Linked DNA regions of Hordeum vulgare: region 2 is linked to region 1. Evidence: chromatin contacts called from public Hi-C data. All regions are on one chromosome and are shown on one strand. Each heading gives the region's core, a stretch centred on a gene start, on an enhancer-like site or on the middle of the called end of the contact. The rest is flanking DNA. Distances are from core to core; before and after follow the strand shown.

Region 1 (5,113 bases), core at 9-2,508:
CAATAAGTAGGCTCCTTTCTTAAGAGCAGTGATAGCCTGCCAAAAGCCAGAATCAACCAAGAGAAAGATTGTATCAGACCTCGTCTGGCATTTCAATATATTAATTATATAAATATATAATAAACTGATCAGGAACATCAGACTTTCAGAAGCCAAATGGGAAAGCAAAATAGCATGGCATAACCATCAAATGTTTCAAAGTCATGGAAGTGTTTTTAGAAATGAATATGACCTTTGCAAATATTATAAAGGAATTCCCAATTCATATCTCATCAGTTACCAGAAGCAACAAAAGGGTATATATATGTCCCCTTGAATGTGTAACCCTGAGAAGCTGATGTCAAAAGCATATGGCCTTGAGTACAGACAGAGCTTAAACTGAAGGAATGAAACACGCAAGGCATAAGACGAGAAACTATCTGAGTATATGGAACGGCACACAGCACCCCAGTAACTGATTTGAGTTAACAGGTGTAACTGGTCGCTGGTTCTTCAGATTGACGTTTTCATGCACTAAGCAGCAATACTTGCTCTCCTGTCTTGACTTCATCATCTAAAAAGAAGCAGGGGAGCTGGATTTACAGAAGCAGAATGCATAGCAGCAACCTACACATCCGGAAACGCGTTGATGTATGTACCCAAGGCCAACGTGGCCGCTGAGTAAAACTACACCGACTGCTGCTCGTCGTCCCGATCTACCCTGCACTTACCCAGCGCGAGCTCAACTTCACACACAGCACACCGGAACTGAATCCCCTCCGGAAGTCACTCAACTTCACACACAGCACACCGGAACTGAATCCCCTCGGGAAGTCACTCAACTTCACACACACACACACACAAGAAAAAAAATGATATGAACTGAGTGTCCCGAATTCCCAGCGCGGATAGTGGCGCTAAACCAGAATCGGCACTCAGGGCTCCAATCCCGAACGGAGGACAGCCCCAGCAGGACAGGAGCGCCCGAGAACAGCACCCAGCCCCGAGAATTCCGCCCAGACGCGAGCGGCAGGTAAGCCGGCAAGCAGGAGACGAGGCCCCGCGCATGACGGGAACCCAAGCGGGAGCACACGCAGTCATCGGTTGCACCCACCCACCCAGCCCGCCCGCGAACAAGCAGAGACGGAAACAAGTGCGGAATTGAGCCATTGGAGGGATTAATTATCGTCCGCACCTGTTCGAGGTCGCGCTCGACGGGCGGCGGCCCCGCCCGTGCGCCGCCGAGATCCGACGACGCGTCCGACATGGCCGCGTCAGCCCCGGCCCATCGCGCGCGGCCCGCCCGGCGACCGGGCCTCTGCGGCTCCGCCGAACAAAGCGCCGCCGGTGGCCCGGGCCGCGAGGCGCGCGCCAATGGTGCCGGGCTCGCCGGCCGCCGCTCTCCGCGGGCTCCCGGGCGACGCGCGCCCGGGGGAGGGGAGGGGAGGGGAGGGAAGGGGAGGGGAGGCGGGGCGGATCGAGGCGCGGGGTGGGTTCGGGGGCAGAGATCGCGACCAGACGAGAAGAGGAACCGAGGAGCAGGGGAGAGAGAGAGAGAGAGAAAAGAATTTAAGCTTTTGTGTCTTGGATGAGTGGAGTATTGGCGATCTGGTTTTTGTTTTTGTTTTTGTTTTTGTTTGGGAATTGGGACTCGCTTTTGGCTGTTGGCTTTTTGGGTCGGGGCGGGCTGACTGCTGATGATTTGGTTGGGTCTGGGTCTGGGTCTGGGTCTGGGTCTGAGTCTGGTTGGTGCGTCGTCGGCTAGCTCGCACCGTGCGGTCCGGCGCAAGTGGTTGCTGCGCCGTGGAGCTATGCTGTCGCTCGACTCACACCTGCCTGTTGCTCTTTTCTCTCTAAAAGAGTATTGGAGCCGACTATAGTACGTTTCTAGTCCGTTTCTTTTTTCATGTCCTCCAACTAAACACAAACAAGGGCGGGCCCACGTTGGGCTAAGTCGGGCCCGGCCCAGTCAATTTCTACTTTTACTGTTATGAAACCCAGTATTTTACTCCCTCCGTTCCAAAATTCTTGTTTTAGATTTGTTTAAATATGAATGTATCTAGTCAAGTTTTAGTATTTAGATACATCCATTTCTAGACAAAGTTAAGGCAATAATTTTGGGACGGAGGGAGTACTAGTTAATCTTCCAGTAAGCCAAATATAAGTGTCCCAGTCACTTGGACCCCCCACTCGATTCTTGGGCTCGGTCAGCCCGTGAACACAAATATGATGTGGCATTAAGGTGGCCCATGGGCTCCGCTGGTGAATCATCTTCTATTCGTGGATGACGGCCTGCTGTTTTTCACGACGAGTATCAGTGGACTAGAAGAGGTATCAAACCTATTGGATACATATATTGCAGGGCCTCGGGAGAGAGAGTTAATAAGGATAAATCATCAATTTTCTTCAGTAAGGGGACCCTCGAGATAGTGCGGTCAGCAGTCAAGGGGTTCTTGGAGGTGCCTAATGAATCGTTGAGTGATAGGTATTTGGGATGACAGACAGATGCGGGGCACTCAAAGAAGGGCACTTTCAAATATCTGAGTGACCGTGTGTGTGATAAAGTCAAAGGATGGACGAGTAAATGCTTGTCAGCAGGTGGAAAGGAGGTTCTTATTAAGTCAGTTGCCCCGGCGATCCCGGTGTTTCCGATGTCTGGTTTCAAGCTACCGAGGAGTTTGTGTGATCATATCAAGTCCATCATACACAAATTATGGTGGGGTTGCAAACAGGGCGAGCGGAAGCCGGTGTGGGTCTCATGGGATGTTATGGTACGTCCAAAACAACTAAGAGGACTATGGTTCCGGGACCTAGAATTGTTCAACTTGGCTTTATTGGCAAGGCAAGCATGGAGAATCTTGCAGGAACCAGCGTCTCTTAGTGCGCGGATTTTAAAGCCATCATACTCTCCACACAAAACAATTCTTGAAGCAGAATTGGGGTCTCACCCCTCTCGGGTTTGTCGTTCGATCATTGAGGGGAGAGATGTGATGAAGCAAGGGCTTATTCGGATGATAGGGAATGGCCGAATAACGGATATTTGGAGTGATAATTGGATACCAAAGGAAACAACGACAAGGCCTATAGTATCACTTGTCCATGAACCTCCCGCTAAGGTCTCCAAGTTCCTCCTGCCAGCGGCTGCAATGTGGAATATAGAACTGGTACAGTCGGTGTTTCTTCCTGCTGATGCGGATGCAATCCTCAGAATACGAGTGTGCACACGAAATATGGTAGATTTTTGGGCATGGTACCCAGACAGCAAGGGACATTTTTCTGTTAGATCCGCCTATAATTTCCTGGTTAGAACAAAACTACAAAGAGAAGAGTGGTTGGAGGGCATGTTGGGGAACGTAGTAATAATTCCAAAAATTTCCTATGTGTCACCAAGATCAATCTAGGAGATTCTAGCAATGAGAGAGAGGGAGATCATCTTCATATCGTTGAAGATCGCTAAGCGGAAGTGTTGCAAAGAACGTGGTTGACGGATTCGTACTCGCGGCGATTCAAATCGTGGAAGATCCGATCCAAGCACCGAACGAACGGCGCATCCGCGTTCAACACACGTACAGCCCGGGGACGTCTCCTCCTTCTTGATCCAGCAAGGGGGGAGGAGAAGTTGAGGAGAGCTCCGACAGCATGACAGCGTGGTGGCGGTGGAGTTTGTGGTTCTCCGGCACGGCTTCGCCAAGCTGTACGGAGGAGGAGGTGTAGGGGAGTAGGGATGCGCCAGGGGGAGAGGGTTCAGGTGTGTCCCAACCCTCTCACCCCTCCTATATTTATAGGGGGGAGAGAAGAAGGGGCCGGCCACCCTATATCCCTCTAGAGGGGGCGACGACGGCCAAGGGGGGTGGCTTGCCTCCCAAGTCGGTGGGAGGAGCCCCCCGCGCCCTAGGGTTCCCAGCCATAGGCGCCTTGAGCCCTTGGGTGGTGTGCACAGCCCACCAGGGAGCTAGTTCCCACCCACCTTTGACCCAGGTGGCCCTCCGGGACAGGTGGCCCCTCCCGGTGGACTCCCGGAACCCTTTCGGTGGTTCCGGTACAATACCGATAAACCCCGAAACCTTTCCGGTGACCGAAACTGGACTTCCCATATATAAAACTTCACCTCCAGACTATTCCGGAACTCCTCGTGGCATTCTGGATCTCATCCGGGACTCCGAACAACTTTCGATAACCACATACAATTCCCATTACAACTCTAGCATCATCGAACCTTAAGTGTGTAGACCCTACGGGTTGGGAAACCATGCAGACATGACCGAGACACCTCTTCGGCCAATAACCAATAGCGGGATCTGGATACCCATATTGGCTCCCACATGTTCGACGATGATCTCATTGGATGAACCACGATGTCAGGGATTCACTTAATCCCGTATACAATTCCCTTTGTCTATCGGTATGATACTTGCCCGAGATTCGATTGTCGGTATCCCTATACCTTGTTCAATCTCGTTACCAGCAAGTCTCTTTACTCGTTCCGTAACACATGATCCCATGGCTAACTCCTTAGTCACATTGATCTCATTATGCTGATGTATTACCGAGTGGGCCCAGAGATACCTCTCCGTCATACGGAGTGACAAATCCCAGTCTCGATTTGTACCAACCCAACAGATACTTTTGGAGATACCTGTAGTGCACCTTTATGTTGGGAAACGTAGCATGGGAAACAAAAAAATTCCTACGCACACGCAATACCTATCCATGATGATGATCATCTACGAGAGGGGAGAGTGAATCTACATACCCTTGTAGATCGCTAAGCGGAAGCGTATATAACGCGGTTGATGTAGTGGAACATCTTCCCGATTCAAATCGCAGCCCGTCCCGCGATCTCATCACGATCTGTCCCGCGATCCCATCACGATCCATCCCGATCTAGTGCCGAACAGACGGCACCTCCGCGTTCAGCACACGTACAGCTCGATGATGATCCCCGCCTTCTTGATCCAGCAAGAGGGGCGGAGAGGTAGATGAGTTCTCCAACACGGCAGCGTGGTGGTGGTGGTGGTGAACTAATCCATCAGGTCTTTGCCTAAGCACCGCCGAATTAGACTAGAGGAGAAATCGATCTAGATGAAGTAGAGGAAGCACGTGGAAATTAAGGTTAGGGCTGCCTCTAATTACT
Region 2 (4,628 bases), core at 126-2,625, 160 kb after region 1:
ACCAGATACCTATTTCATCCGATATAACATCTGGTACTATTGTTGTTATCTGCATCCCCTTCTCCACCCTAACACTGGGGAGAACTTTGAAGATTTCGTGCAGGTCAAATGACTTGTCCTTATTCGATACAGATGGTATCTGATGAAGCTCGCAGCCAAGGACATGACAGTCGGTGCAGTTCCAAATATACTGGTCATCAGAATGTGGATTGTCATGAGAAGTCCAATCAAAAGCAAGTAAAGCATTCCTGGCATCCCAGTTGCAACTGCAAAAAGAACATTGCCTTAGACTAGGAGTTAAGCGACATCAACAGGAGGATTGCTGGAAATAGTAAAACGAACCTACTCAAAGGGCTGCTGTACTGATCAACCGTGTGCATGATAAGATAGCTAAACTTAAATGCAGTAACCATCTGGAATAAGGAAGCTACCTTCACTAATTTTTGAAATTCTGCAGGGACAAACCCACAAGCTTCTTATTAATTTGAGTAAAATCATGGTGATGTATCAACACCTGAATTGCAAAAACTTCCATCACAACTTGAGATGCAAGCCAAGTGCATTACTGACTAGGAAGTACAGTACTAGTAAATTTGACGTATTGCGAAGCAGCAAATGCAGAGAACATAGGAGGACCAAATTTTTGATTCCTCAGATCACAGTTGCAGTAACCCGAGTTACACAAGGCAGGGAGCTAATGGTAGTAACAGTGCTAAAGAAATTGATCGCAAAATGCAGAGAACCGACAGTGGCAGCACTAAATTCCCGGCGTGAGAAGCATGTGACCGCGACAAATCCCCACTAAAATGACAGAATCCCGCCTGCCAGGCTCTACGCGTTGATCCGAAGCAGACGATCGATAGTGGCAATTTAAAATTCCACCGGGCAGAGACAGGGGAAACAGACGCAGAGGAAGGGGGGGACGACGGCACTGACCTGAGGTGGTTGAAGACGGCGGCGGCCGCGGAGGAGCGCGAGCGCGGGAACTGCCAGCCGGACCAGGCGGCGACGGGGAGGTACACGTCGACGAGCACCACCGCCCTGGCCTCCTCCTCCGCGTCCCGCGTCACGACGCGGAGCACCCTGCCCTCCACCTCGACGCAGCGCGCGGCGACGAGGGCCCGCAGGTGGCGCACGACGCTGGTGCCCCCGCCGCCGGTGGCCCGCCACTTGGCCGGCCCCCGCGGGGCGAGGCCCGCGCGCCCGCCGGTCGCGTCGTCGGGGAGCGGCGCGCAGGCGGAGAGCGGGCAGGGGGCGAGCGGGCGGAGGGATTTGGAGTCGGCGGCCGGGACGGAGACCACCGCGCGGAGGTACCCGCCCAGCCTCCGGTGCGCGGGCGCGGCGTCCCCGCCGCCCGCAGCCACGACCACGGCCATGGCGGGCGAGTCGGCGGGTCAATTGGTTTAGGGCGGGCGGGCGGTGGCTGCTGCTAGGGTTAGGGCTCTAGTGGTCTCCCATTGGGTCGCCGCCGCGGCGGATCGCGCGGGAATTTCGGGCTGATGGGGGCGGGGCGGCGAGGTGGAGGTGGAAGAGGGAACGGCGGCAGGGGAGGGGAGGGGAGACGAGGGAGGCGTGGCGTAACGACCGGGAGACCCACGCGGGGCGGAGTCTTGAGTGGATCGGGTGTACCCGTGTGGCCCGGCGTGTGCTTATGACCGGTGGGGACGGTACGTTTGCGGGGCCCGATGGCACAGGGATTTTATTATTACAGTATTAGTATTACCGAACAAGGAAATTTTCATTTTCGATTCATCAGATATATCGTCAAAGTGTAGGTTCGACACACTGGCTTCTAAGACTAAATCAGGCAATTCGGTTCCTCCAGCGTCTAAATCGTTAGGTTTGTTCTGTTTTTTTATGTATAGCAAAAGGCGGTTGCAAGGGAAGAAAAAAACATCATAATCTTCAATGTTCATGACCACACTTTGCATCATCACACTATCAATCTTGATTTTCTGAAATCATGAACATTATTTTAAACTCGTGCACATAATTAAAATCGAGATTTTTTTTCAAATTCATGAACACGTGTATAAATTTAAGAAAATCCAAAATAAAGAACATTTTTTGAATTCATTAACATTTTATAAAATTGTGAACATTTTTCTAAAATTTTGATCATTATTTATAAGCTTTCTTGAATCAGTGAACATTTCTATAATCGACGAACAATTTTTTTCAAATTGGTTGACCAATTCTTAAAAATTACGATCTTTTTTATTTACCTATTTATTTGATGTAATAAATAATATTTCAAATTTACGAGCATTTTTTGTATCTAGCAATATATTTATAATTTAACGAACATTTTTTGAAGTTCATCGACATTTTCTCAATCAGCGAACATTTCATGAATGAATAAACTACTACGTATATTTCTGTAAGTCACAAACAGGTGTTGATTTTTACAATATTTTTGAATTCACGAACATTTTTTTACTTGTCGAAATATGTTTCAATTCCATTAACATTTCTAATACATGAACTATTTAAACAATCATGAACATATTTTGATATATGGATTTTTTTTCGATATTTCAAACATTTTCATATGTAAGCAAACATTCTTTTACAAAATCGTGAACATTTTTTAATCCCCAAACATTTTATGAATTATTAGATATTTTTGTTTCAAAATTATCCTTTTTTAATTTTAAGGACTTTTTGAAGTCCCGTATAATAAACCGAAAGCAGAAAAAGAAATTGCAAAATAAAAACAGGCCAACCGGACATGGGCGCGCTGCGTGTTCTGCCATCGCGCAGAGCGCATTATAGGTTGTCCCTACTGCATGGACCGGCCCAGGTAAGAGATTCCCGTGTGTAAAATTTTGTAACTTTGAGACAATTTCCGTGACGTACCGTCAGAAGTAATAGCCCCTTTATTATTAGATATAGATTAAACCTGGTCATAACAATTACGCGTTGTGGTTTTGCACGCGTGGAAGTAAAGCCAAAAAGTTTTGTAAGTACAAAGAAGAAAAACCCATAGTTTCACTAGAATTTTAGAGTTGTTGTTTTGGACAAGACTCAAAAAACGCATGCATACTCTATAAGTTGCACTACGACTCTGACGGTTTTTAAATTAAAAACAACTAAAATCTAGGTAGCACTGTGGTTTTACTTTCATGTTTCTAGGTTTTATGTAATTTAGAATTCATATAATTTTTTTAGGACTTCTCTAGAATATTCATGAACATATATTTCTATTATTTTGTTTTAGTAGTATTTTAATCACGTAGTAATGTGTAAGAATACCTATCATAGTGTACTTAAATTCTTCTTTGAGTGAGGTGAGGAACCAAATCTAGACGTCTTCAATATATGAAGGTTCAAGAATGTTTATTTTTCATGTTGAAACACCAAACTTTCACTTTTGAAAGAACAGAAGGATCATTGCATTAAGTAGACGATACCCCTCGCGTTGCTGCCAGAATTGGTCGATGAAAATTTGGGTTGATAACAAGTGGACCAAACTTTAAAATATTTGATTATGTATAGTCATAACAATATTTACTGATATAAATAGAACAATAAAATGGGAAATAAAATACATGCATGATTCAATGTTGTCGATGGTCTCTTCACATGCATGATTGCATGTTGAGGTGTGCCTTATGGTGGGGTGGCATGCTTGCAAGTTAAGATAAAATCAGTTAGTGAGGATGACTCTCTTATGTATAGATGATACTAACCATATGTCCATATCATACAATCCCCACGTATTTTCTTGCCATGTTAGATATGGTTTCAAACGATCTACAACAGGCCTTCCAAGTGTTGAAGTCAAGTCAACAAAAAATGCAATAAAATTAAACCCATTAATTTTGTAGGTAGTTTTACAAAAAATAAAATAAAGGTATATATTCTAGAAAATTGGGCATATTTCTAAGGTGGTACTAACATTTTGACTTTTTGAGGTTCAAAAAGTAGAAACAACAGAAATGTTAGATCATGCCATGAGTTTATAAGAAGGTTTTTTATTTTATTTTTCTGCAATCAGAAATTCAAAGAAAGTTTTGATGGCTGCTCTAGAATGTTCATGAACTTTCACCATTTATGTATTTGCTTTTTACTACTAATATGTTTTTTACACACAAGACTGTGATGTGTGAGAAGAATTTTCATGCATAAAAAATTTACCTTTAGTGTGGCAAGTAACCAAGTAGACGATTTAGATACATGAAGGATCAAGAATGTCCGTTTTCCCGAAATTTATCTTCTCTCTTTCACGGGGACCTTTTATATCCTTATAAGAATACTAACATATCATCATTTTCACATGACTATCATGTACGAGAAGCGATGCCCACCATTCAAAAATATTTTTAGAGTGCAGGGGAATCAAATACTTTTAGGAGTATGTAGTTTTGATATACGACTGACAAAAATACGTATGACAGGCGACAGGCGGTCCGTTCGATGATCCTTCGTGGCGCCAACTTGTCTAGTTCTCATTCCTAGTTTTCTTCATGAGGATCCAAGCTGCATGCGTTGTCTATCGCGAGTGTAATGTTGTTCTGCAGACAATAGGGTTCTTTTTCTTTGATCTTCAGATCCATCCCAATGTCATTTTTCCGTTGCTTCCTGCTAAATCCAAATCAAGCTAGAAATTTGCTGGATCTTTCAAG

The links. A called contact is a pair of places that touch in the nucleus more often than the background predicts.
Region 2: a contact with region 1 is called in a Hi-C map of seedling, with 4 times the contacts expected there. The contact joins the promoter of LOC123442181 here to the promoter of LOC123445529 in region 1. A contact is called at or near these places in 2 of 6 Hi-C or Micro-C datasets (leaf and seedling).

What each region holds. Positions count from the first base shown.
Region 1 is chr3H:597,550,559-597,555,671 of MorexV3_pseudomolecules_assembly, forward strand. LOC123445529 (PH, RCC1 and FYVE domains-containing protein 1-like) reads right to left here and starts at 1,259. Exons shown (of 9, transcript XM_045122519.1): 1 at 1,175-1,259; 2 at 1-36. The coding sequence starts at 1,246.
Region 2 is chr3H:597,713,899-597,718,526 of MorexV3_pseudomolecules_assembly, forward strand. LOC123442181 (F-box protein At3g54460) reads right to left here and starts at 1,376. Exons shown (of 8, transcript XM_045118250.1): 1 at 937-1,376; 2 at 1-266. The coding sequence starts at 1,376. LOC123440946 (germin-like protein 1-4) reads right to left here. Exons shown (of 2, transcript XM_045117483.1): 2 at 4,592-4,628.